2 separate regions of the Danio rerio genome follow, and region 2 is linked to region 1. The links are chromatin contacts, called in public HiCAR-type maps. All regions are on one chromosome and are shown on one strand. The core of a region is the stretch at or near the end of the contact, and the rest is flanking DNA. Distances in the headings are between cores, read along the strand shown.

Region 1 (5,539 bases), core at 2,132-4,631:
GAAATTAAATGTTTCAATTAAATGCCAGACATTAATCAAATTGTGTTTAAATGCACATACTGTCCCAGCAATGCAAAGACTTTGGTAAGCAAATCAAGTCAAAGGCAGATTCTGCTTGACTAGTGCATTCAGGATTGAACTCCACTGTCTTATAAATGCGATTGTTTATGTTTTTATTGCATTAAGTTATAATTAAAGGTATACTGCATTGGTTAATATGATTTAAAGTAATGTTTTCTATTTCTTTTGAAATATTATTAAATAAATTAGGAAATTAACCATGGCAACTTTAATGTAATATAGTTTGGTTAGATTCAGCCCCCGGCTCTCAATGACATTTGGTTTTTGGCCTTCCATACGAAAAATTGTGGGCACCCCTGGCCTACAACTTTGGTAAAAAAAAAATAAAAAAAAAAGGTAAGCCTTGTTCATGGTGCATTTATTATATCAAAATGACATAATTAATAACTAAATAAATTAAAATAACTATTTTAGAATGCAATTTAAGAAAGAAATATCTTAAAGGGCTAATAATATTGACCTTAAAATTGTTTTATTACAGTAAAACTAAAAGAAACCAGATTTTCTCCAAACAAGAAAAAGGATGATAGGAAACACTGTGAAAATTGCCTTGCTCCATAAACATTACTTTAGAATCAAGAATCAAAATTTAACAGGTGGGCTAATCATTTCACATTTAACTGTAAAGCTGAATTTACAGAAGCATGACATCAATTTTTAGTGTCACATGACTAGGCATGGGCCGGTATAAGATTCTGACGATATGATATCCTTGGATAAAAAATACCACGTATTGTGCTTACTGCTCTAAAATATATTCTTTTTAAATGTCTGGGTAAAAACAAAAACTTTTTTGCCTTTTGAAAACAATATATTTTATTTTTTGGAAGATGTATAATATTTCAGAGCAGTAAACATGCCAGGCTAAATAATTCAAGTGAATCATTGACTTCTGCGGTCTTCATTAGTTTGTAAAACACAGATTTTTTTTTACAATTAAAAACGGCATCTTTGGATCATTTTTTTTGCTGGAGATACTGTTGTTCTAAAAAAGTGTAAATTAAAAAAAATCTTACACATACCTTAGGAAAGGTATAACAATATTTTGGCAGTTTTAAAATCTCGACTTTTCCAAACCGTTGTATACCTTGAAAACGGTTATCGTCCCATGCCTACACATGACAAGATCCTTCATAAGTCCTTTTGAAGTCTAAAATTTACCTAAAATACTTACCAGTACACTTAAAGTTTTTCCATATAAACTCAATTGTACAATGTGTGAACACAGGCCAATTAGAAGGATGCCTGATTTTTTTTTTTCTCTCCAGAAATTGTGGGACAAAATAAGTAGCGCAAAACAATTCACAAAAGTGTTTGCAAGCCATTTTTTTATTTTTTATTTTTGCATTGAATGAGCACTATTCTAAATAGGAAACTGTACAAGAATCAACCTTCAAGTCAATTATACAGTTTCAATAACTTTTCTGAAATATTTTAACAAAAAAATTGTATGTCAGTATTCACCAAGTAGAAATGAGCACTGAATATTAATCTGAATATATTTAATATATTAACTTTTTTGTGGTAATTGCCTCCATTCCATGCGGATGAGTCAGGATTTGTCACTCAGTTCATTTAAGATAACAAACAGGTTTTTATATTAAAGCTAATTAAGTGTGGGTAAACTTCATTTAGATCCCCGCTGCTTTTAGTGAAGATTCATTGTGATAAGAAGACACGTTTGCCCTCTGGTTGTCAGCTTAGGTCTTCTTCTGTCTAATGTGGTTTCCGGCACTCACTGTCTGTCCTTTTATCTCTCCATCAGTTCCTTGTTTATCTTTCCATCACTCGGGTATGAGCGCATATAAAATTTAGAAGAACTCGAGTGCTGCATGCGCGTAGGAGAGAACAGGTAATTAAAGTAAAATAAATCCAGAGAAAGAATGTAAGAGGGGAAGTGAGAGAAGTTGGTTCTCACAGAAAGTGTAGTTCTCACATCACTCATTTAACTATGCTGTATTTTGTTAATAAAACCGTGAGTGAAGATGTAAAAAATGCACCCACTACACTAAGTTGGGCGATCCTGTGTGTGCTGAGCAGTCAAAGCATGTAAATGTGTTAATGCAGTTCCGAATCTAAATCAGTGTCCACTAGAAAAAGACTTGACTGTGGGTGGTCTCGACTGCTCAAGGCAACTGGGGAGTAAATATGTAGGTCAAATGACGCTGCCAATAATATGATGGAGTGTCCTCCATTCCTCACTGCCCTGATGGGGAAGAGACCACAGTAATGGCTTGATGACATGTTTGAAGTTATATTATACTGATAAAAATCAAGTAAGTACTGCTGACTGGAAAGAGCATACTTTCGGGTTTCCAGTAAAGCAGCGCATCAATATAGGCACAATTAATATTGCGATATGAATACAGTTTCACAAGATAGTTAGAATAGCACTATTTGATGGTTTTTTAGGGAGTCTAACCATATTCAGGTGGAGAAATTAAATAACCACAATGCAAATAAATCCTTCTTACTTTGTTTTGTCTTGTTTCTATTACGAAATATGTTTAAAAAAATGAATATTCTTAGACCAAGAAAAAATGTTCATGTTTTACTGTTAGAAGAAATAAGTGGAAATTAAGAGATTTTTACTTGTTTCAATGAAATGATCTGTCAGTGGGGTAAGTGAAAAACGTAATCTTGTTGAAATATAGATATTTAGACAAGAAACAAGACAAAAAAATCAAAGTAAGAAATGTTTTTGCATTAATCATGTCAATTCCATTTAAATGCAGTGATTTAATACAATTGTAAAATCATTCTAAGCACGATATACATATTTATTGAATATTATTCAGTTCATAAACAAATGCTGAGCAGAGTGAATGTCAGATTTCCTCAAGACAACCAATTGTCAATGTCCAAAACATTGTTGTCAACCAAAAAACGTCACTTGTTGAATGATTGCCATATTGACCGTGGGGCAGGAAAAAAACACACCCTTGACCTGAAGCCATATTGTGTAAATCTACCTGAAGTTCTGTTTCCTAACCCAGTTCCTGTAGGCCCTCACCACCACACACTCTACCTAATCCAAATAAACCTTATTTAACATATCTGCTCAGCAGAGACTCAAAGTCCTGAACAGGTGCATCAAATAGGTTCTATTTGAGAACTTCAAGAAGTATAGACCCTGAGAGTGTGTAATACTGCTTCTAAAACATGTCTGGAATGTCAAGGTGTAGCCCGAAACACTGGACATCGGCATGACAAATATGGACCAAATGACACACACACACCCCTCTGTGATTACACCAGTCTAACTCTCACAGTCATCAAAATAGGCTACGCAAACATACCAAAAATGAAGCTTGTCCTGTTTTAGGAACTCTCCGGCAGGACATTACATCACTACTATTACTACCAGCAAATGTCTGTGTGGGAAGCTGTAAGGAGTAAACCTTCCTATTCTAAGAAATAGATGACGGCACTGCTGCGCTGGTCATGTTGCGTGTTTGATAACAATTGTAAGTTCTTCTGAATTTTGAACAAGTAGCCATACTACACTGTACAATCCAACATTTAGTCTTAAGTGGACGTCAACATTGGTTTCAGGTGGTTTTTCCCTTTTGTAGATTAGACTACATTGACGTTGAGGTGGGAAAATACTTAAGGGGACTTAGGTTAGTAGGTTTGGTTTCATCATGCTTTAGGTAGCAAACAAAGGAGAGGCCTTGGAGGAATGATGTGTCACTTACTCATCCAGATCAGTCCACAGCGGCTACAAAAGCCATCTTTGTTGTGGTCTCTACTGTCAAATATGAGACGTTATATATGACAAATCTGTAAAAGTCCACCAAAAGGGCTTGAGTGTCAAAACGGATCAGAGAATGGATAAACTGAAATTGGATAACAGTTGCCTTAAAAACTGACGAAATCCCACTGCGTAAAACGATGACGTTCACCTATCTCATCTATGACTGGTTCATGCGTAGAAAATGAGTTGGTATCGACTAAATCCTTGAGGTTTTCTGAACAAAACAAAAGATTTAAAAAGTCTGTTTCGCTCTAGTGACATAACACAAATTAAAAGAGATAATTTTTCAGTTCAGCACACCCTAACTACAACTGGCTGTTTAGATGTTATATAATAATGTGATCATTCTAATCTCCCTTATATCTGTGCCACATATAATGCATAATCTTATCGTCAAATCTTCATTGGACAATAAACAAACATTAAAACTCTGACCTTAATAAATAGAGCTATTCAGGTGTTTGTTTGTTTACTATTATACTTCTAGCTATTTTGCATCACTTTATTGTGATTGTTTTATTAATAGTTTTATATATTATTTTCTGTTTGAAATTTTTTTCAATTTAATTACATGTGGTTTTATATAATAATTCAATTGTACTTGAATGTTATATTAGTGGCTGTGCTTCAATTCGAAGGGAAAATTAAAACTATTTCTGTACAAAAAAAAAGCAAGTTATCCTATGCAATTTATGCTGTTTAATTTCTAAGCGATGACATTTGACTTCTTAGATGATTTCACAGGTGATACTACAGGTTTCATAGCATTAAACGACTGAAGGAGGACATTAGCTATGTTTCCGTCCACCTATTTTTATGCACATTTTAAATATGCACAAAAAACATGTGCGCATAACTGAGTAGGATAAACTTAAATGTGCGTAAACTACAGCGAAAACACTTTTACGGAAAAAAATTCCAGTATGTGCATTAAAAAAGTCATGTGATTTTGTTATAAGAATCCATGTGATGATAAAAATGTGTGTGAATAGACAAACCTGCAGGCTAAGCACACTGTAAAACATCTGAAATTTAGTTTTGGTCATTCTATAATGCCTTAACCATTTCAGTATTAGTGTTATTGTATTATTAATGACCTCCAGAACTGTCAAGAGCATCTTTGATCTGCATCTCACGCCTTCAAATGCCACCACGCATTCATTGCTTGTCGGCATCATCTTCTGAGACGCAAGTCATTTATTAAATAAAGAAAAGATTCACGCAACTTCCCCTACACTGCAAAAACTGCTTTTCTTGCTTAGATTTTTTGTCTTGTTTCTAGTCTAAATATCTAAAATTTCTTATATCAAGAAGCATTTTCTTAACAAGCAAAAAATATTGTCTTGTTTTGAGAAATAATATGCCAATATTAAGTGATTTTTTCCTTAAAACAAGCAAAATAATCTGCCAATGGGGTAAGCAAAATAGTCTTGTTTTTTCTTTTGACAGAAGATTATTTTGCTTACCCCATTGGCAGATTATTTTGCTTGTTTTAAGGAAATTATTTCTCAAAACAAGACAATATGTTTTGCTTGTCTAGAAAACTCTTCTTGATTTAGGAATTTTTAGATATTTGGACTAGAAACAAGTGAAAAAATCTAAGTAAGAAAAGCATTTTTTGCAGTGTACCGCACCAAATTATGTTTTTACTTTTGATATTTGACGCCAGAGTTAATCAGCAAAGTTTTTAAATGTGATATT
Region 2 (5,539 bases), core at 1,047-3,546, 130 kb after region 1:
TAGTTTGAGTATCTACATTCAGTATTAACTAGTGGCTTATTATCTGCTTATTATTAAGATATTGACTGTTTATTAGCACTTTTAAAGTTCAACATGATCTTATTCTACATACCTAATCATACCTAATGTCTAACTATTAATGAATAGGGTATATGTACAGCTAGTGTTTGTTTCCGTACTGATAAACTTCTGGTTAATGTGACTTTTTTAATATTTATATGGTTACTTTTATAGCATCAATGCTGAAATGTGATTAAAATATAATCAGTTAAATAGACCTAAGCATTCATTTAGTGGTTCAAGCGTAAACCAGAAGGAAAGCTGTATACACGCATACGCCCGTCAGGATCAGCAATCCTGCAGAAACTCCATTACTGGGGTAAAATTATTTTTCATATTTTAAAGACATGGTGCAGGAAAGTTGTAATTTAATTAAGTGCTTCTTGTACATTCTGAGACCTACATTATATATCGTATATCAATCAGGCAGTGAAGATTGTTGATTTTTAAAGAAAACAGACATTAAACGTGGTATATAGTTCGCTGGAAGCGTTTGAGGTTACTGAAAAATTAAAAGTCCTTCAGCATACACCCCATTAAATGTTTATTGAGCTACAAATCATAGTTAATGGTTTGTTAATAGCGAAAATTCTATCTTAAAATAAAATGTGACCATAAGAATTTTCTCATTCTTGTGTAGATTAACAAAAACTAAAAATAAAAAATATATTAAGCTAATAACCCCACAAAAAAACTGAAGAAAATTACTAAAACTAAAATTCAAATGAAGATGTTTATATTAAATCATATTATGTTGTGTTTTTGCATTAGATTACTACATAAGTAATATGTAATGTCATCATAAAATAATTTTGAATAGATTTTTTAATTGGCGGTTAAATCGTATTATAATTTTCTAAATTAAATAGCTAGTTTAAAGATGCTAGTTATTAATAAATGTTCAACAGCCATTCATATTAAACTAAATGACTGAAACTAATACTAATGCGCTGATAAACACTAGTTATGAAGGAATAACTTGTTTTTTTATCCTAATTTTATGTTCCTTCAAAAATGAAATTTATAAAACATCATCTGGTGGCATCTCATAAAATGAGAGCACATTACAACTGTCCTTGGCTTCCACTTACATTCAGAATGTATTTTAAAGTATTATTACTTGTCTATAAAGCACTAAATGGCCTAGGACTTCAAAACATTACAGATATGCTGACTGAATACAAACCTAACAGGTAACTCGGATCATTAGGATCAAGTAAACTACAAATTTCAAGAGTTCAGTCAAACCAGGGTGAATCCGCCTTCAGCTATACGGCCCCTGCTGCTGGAATTAGCTTCCAGAAATGATCAGATGTGCTCCCACATTAGGCACATTCACATCAAGACTGAAAACACATCTGTTTAGCTGTGCATTTACTGAATGAGCACTGTGCTATGTCTGACAGATCACACTATTATGTCTTTCTCTTTTTTTTCATTCTTTTATAATCAGTTTTTTTTTCAGCATTTTAATCTGTTTTTAATCATTTTAATTATTTTAATCGTTTTTATTTTCTCGATTCTTTTATTCTTGTGTATGTAAAGCATTTTGAATTACCATTGTGTTTGAAATGTGCTATATAAATAAACTTTCCTTGCCTTACTCTCGATCCAATCAGAAAGGATGCTTTGCCAGATTTTTATAGAGATAACAAAATCAAAATTTTATTTCTATTTGATAGTTTGACCTGATAAAACGCTTGTTTCCTTAATTCTTCCACTGATTAATCAATGGGTTTGATTAAGACGATCTCATACACACTGCAGGTGCATTACCTGTTTGGTGGAAACCCAGGAAAGTCCAGCTCTCCCAAAATGCGACTGGATGACTTCTGGTCCCTAAAGCTCTGCCGCCCTTCCAAAGAATACCTGCTGCGTCACTGCAAATACCTCATTCGCAAATACAGGTACGCACTTTAACACGGTACATTTCACCTGACCTCACAGCTTCTGAAATGCCTAGAAATAATGTTTACTCAATTATGTGCCCTGGTCTGACTCCAAAGAAAACCTTTCCGAGATGCTTTGTTTCCAAACAGAGCTAGGGAAATGTTTAGATATCCGTTCCACGTTCAATAGTTTTGTGTTTAATGTTAAAAGGGAGTTTATGAACTGGCTCTGATCCGTCCGCTCTGGATGTAAACCAGCTGTATTGTTATGTAATTGCTGTGTCATGCAGCACTGCAGTTAGTGATTAAATTACAGTAGTAGTTTTCCATCAGTGCACATTATTTCTACTGTTCTGCTGCCCTCTGCTGGACACTCATTCTTTCCTGATTGACTGTGTATTCTGCTTGTGTGTGTGTGTTTGCAGGTTTGAGGAAAAGGCTCAGACCGAGCCCTTGAATGCACTTAAATATCTACAGAATGATCTGTCCCTCACTGTGGACCACACTGATCCTGATGAGACGAAAGAGGTCAGGAGCCACCGTGATAAACTTTATTACTTTTCTTAAGCATGTTTATAACGAGCCTTAGTCTTGATTGAGTCAGGATATGCATTTACTTTCGTTTTAATAGTGAAGGTGTAAATTTAGCCTGATTTGAGAATTATTCGGCTAAGTAAAGACGTTTTACTCTAGTACTATTTATATTTTTATAACAGTTGTATTTTTAGTATTATTAGTGTTATCAGTATTAGGAGGATTTACATTCATTTTAATAGTGAAGGTGTAAATGCATAGCCTCATTTGGGAGTTAATCGGCTAAATAAAGACATTTTACTCTTGTAATATTTTAAATTTTTATAACTATTGCACTATTTTTAGTATTAGGAGTAGGAGGAGGAGAATTATTAGTATTTAGTATTATTGTTATTAATATTATTACTAAAACGTAATGGTTATTGTCATTTTCTGTGCTTTCAAAAATGTAAGGGTTTTTCTTCAAGCTGAAACATTTGAGCTTTTATTTTGTAGTTTGTGTGGATTACTGTGAAATGCTTATGAGCTGTTCATGTCGAAAGAGCGCTGTGCTGTGCTTCTGATCACATTTGTATTTATATTGTGATCACATTTATAAACCATATTTCATTCTTAAGCATTGTTTTTGGTTATTATTAGGAAAAAAATAAGTTTGAGTTTATTTTTAAAGCGCATTTATACAATCAGGGTGTATGGACAAACAAATAAATTTAAAGATAAAAGGACAAACTCAGTACAATTACAAATTAATCACCACAAAAAAAAACAAACAAAAAAAAAAAAACACCAAAAGCTGGATTATTATAAAACTCTGCTTGATTGAAAGCCCGTGATAAATATTACTTTTTTTGCAGGGGCTCTTCTCCTTTATATATTTGCCAACTTGAGTTGTATACTTTCATTAAATCATTAGTTCACCCACAAATAAATATTTTCTTGCAAATAACTCGCCCTCAACTGGTTTCAAACCTGTTGAATGCAAAAAGATGTTTTGAAGGATGTTGAAAAAGGGTAACCATTGACTTTCATATGATTATGGTTTCTAATATTCTTCAAAATATCTTCTTTTGTATTCAAAAGTGGAGAAAAATATATAATTTTTGAGTGGACTATTCCTTTAAGGGTGCTTTCATGCTAGCACTTTTGGTCCACACTTGGGTTTGTTTGACGTTAAGGTTCGGTACCTTTAGCTAGTGTAAACGCTGTCTTCTGAACTCTGGTGCGCACCTGTGAACCGTGCCCGAGTCCGCCTGAAAGAGGTGGTCTGGGGTACTGTTTGTGTGAAATCTCTTAAGGTTCACTTCTGATATGAATGCAATTTTACCAAATATAACGGAAGTGAACTGCCAACAGTACAACAAACTTTAGTTTTTATAACATTCATTTGTGCTTTTGTGTCTGTGTATCACCTAACTTGGAGACAAGCAGGACTGACCCAGTGCAAACACAGAGATGATGTCTGCTTGTCTCCACCATAAATGACTACTGCATACATTGCGTGATGTTCTGAACATTTTCAATGTTTTTTGTGGCAGATAGATGCAAGTGACTCTGTATTTTGGTTTTATTAACAAAAACAAAAGATTCAGTAAAAGCAGACTGATTGTGATATGCGGACGTCTTCATTTTGGCACTTTGCTTTCATGGCTGTCACCTTGCAATAGCTGTACACTAAACAGCAGCTTGATGATGCGAGCGTACCAGGGTTCAGAAGGAAAAAGACAGTTTGAACACAAACTAGCCGAGGGGGGATAATCAAACTTGGGTTCTAAGCAGACAGTCGAACTAAGTGTGAAATCACCCTAAGACTCTGCGTGCCCCCCAAGTCTGACTGAAACTGTAGCCCTCCCAGTGTTATAAATTAGCTCTGTTTTGTTTCCTGCAGTTCCAGCTCTTGCCCTCCGCTCTGTTCAAATCCAGCTCAGACTTCATTCCTCTAGGTAAGCAGCACTTTGTTTTGATTTCTTTAAACGACATCAGTCGTGTTCGACATACCTGATTGGCTATTTCTTCTCTTGATGACAGGCTTTTCAGATGTGGATCAGACGTACGCCCAGCGCACACAGCTGTTCGACACACTCGTCAATTTCTTCCCCGACAATATGACCCCGCCCAAGGGTAACCTCGTCGACCTCATCACCCTGTAGCCACGCCCACACACACTAGACCTCTCAGACTCCTCCCACTCAAAAACAGAAGTTATTTTTCTACATTTTCCCACCCGAGGTGAGCCGTGCCCACCTTACCTGTGTTTCAGATATAAAGTCACTTAAACGACTTATTCAGAAATATAATTTCTGCTCTGGATAACCAGGGTTTTTGTTTTATTTTATATATAAATATGATTTTTTTTTTATTTTAAGAACTAGGTTTAAATTTAAACGCCAAGTACTTTTATCACATTGAATTTCCTCTCATCCAAGTTGAAATGTAGGTGAGTTTTGTTTTGTTTTAAATTGAACTGTTTACATCCTGAAGAGTTGGATTTGATTTACGCACTGTGTGTTTAACATTGGTTTCCTTTCTGCCTTGCTCTTTTAAATCACTTTTTTTAGTGACATAAACCTGTGTTTGAGGTCGAAGGCAAACACCACAGCGCCCTCTAGAGTAAAACCTATCAGATAAAAGGATCCAGTCTCTCTTTTGAATACTGGCTTCCATCTAAACCCGCTGCTGCTATTAGATGCTGCCGTGACATTAGCGCTTTCTCTTTAATAGTGATCAAACATCACATTACATCCTTCTAAGTTCATCCACCACAAGCAATGAGATGTTACACATACGCTTTCCACTGTGTGTGTGTATATGTGTGTGTGTGTGTGTGTGGTAGCACATGGCCATTTACGGCAACACTAAACATCATTACACTCATATCCATTAGCATATGGATTTGCTGCAATTAGACGAAGACGTGGATTGACTGATTGTGTACATTACTATTTACTAAATGTTTGCTGTATACAAGTATTGGTACAAACTCTCAAAGGAGCCTTACATGGGACCACTGAAGACAGCAGAGACCCCTTATTATTTATGACTATTAATATATATTGTTT

Evidence for each region. HiCAR-type assays count read pairs that join an accessible place to other places.
Region 2: a HiCAR-type map of caudal fin shows a contact between it and region 1, with 6 times the contacts expected there. The contact joins two enhancer-like sites. A contact is called at or near these places in 4 of 18 Hi-C or Micro-C datasets (caudal fin, hematopoietic stem cells, skeletal muscle and 1 more) and 1 of 4 datasets of contacts at active chromatin or transcription factors (caudal fin).

What each region holds. Positions count from the first base shown.
Region 1 is chr4:12,165,925-12,171,463 of GRCz12tu, forward strand. It overlaps a transcript of asb13a.2 not described here and a transcript of net1 not described here. Among named protein-coding and RNA genes, the nearest start is that of mir29a-1, 8.8 kb to the right of the region's middle. Within about 2 kb of position 3,382, at least 5 of the 62 cell types and tissues checked have an H3K27ac peak or open chromatin away from gene starts, as enhancers often do. A contact at or near this core is called in caudal fin, where this site is marked.
Region 2 is chr4:12,295,180-12,300,718 of GRCz12tu, forward strand. mkln1 (muskelin 1, intracellular mediator containing kelch motifs) reads left to right here. Exons shown (of 18, transcript NM_212694.1): 15 at 1,828-1,967; 16 at 2,375-2,477; 17 at 4,369-4,423; 18 at 4,509-5,539. The coding sequence ends at 4,630. Among named protein-coding and RNA genes, the nearest start is that of podxl, 24 kb to the right of the region's middle. Within about 2 kb of position 2,297, at least 9 of the 62 cell types and tissues checked have an H3K27ac peak or open chromatin away from gene starts, as enhancers often do. A contact at or near this core is called in caudal fin, where this site is marked.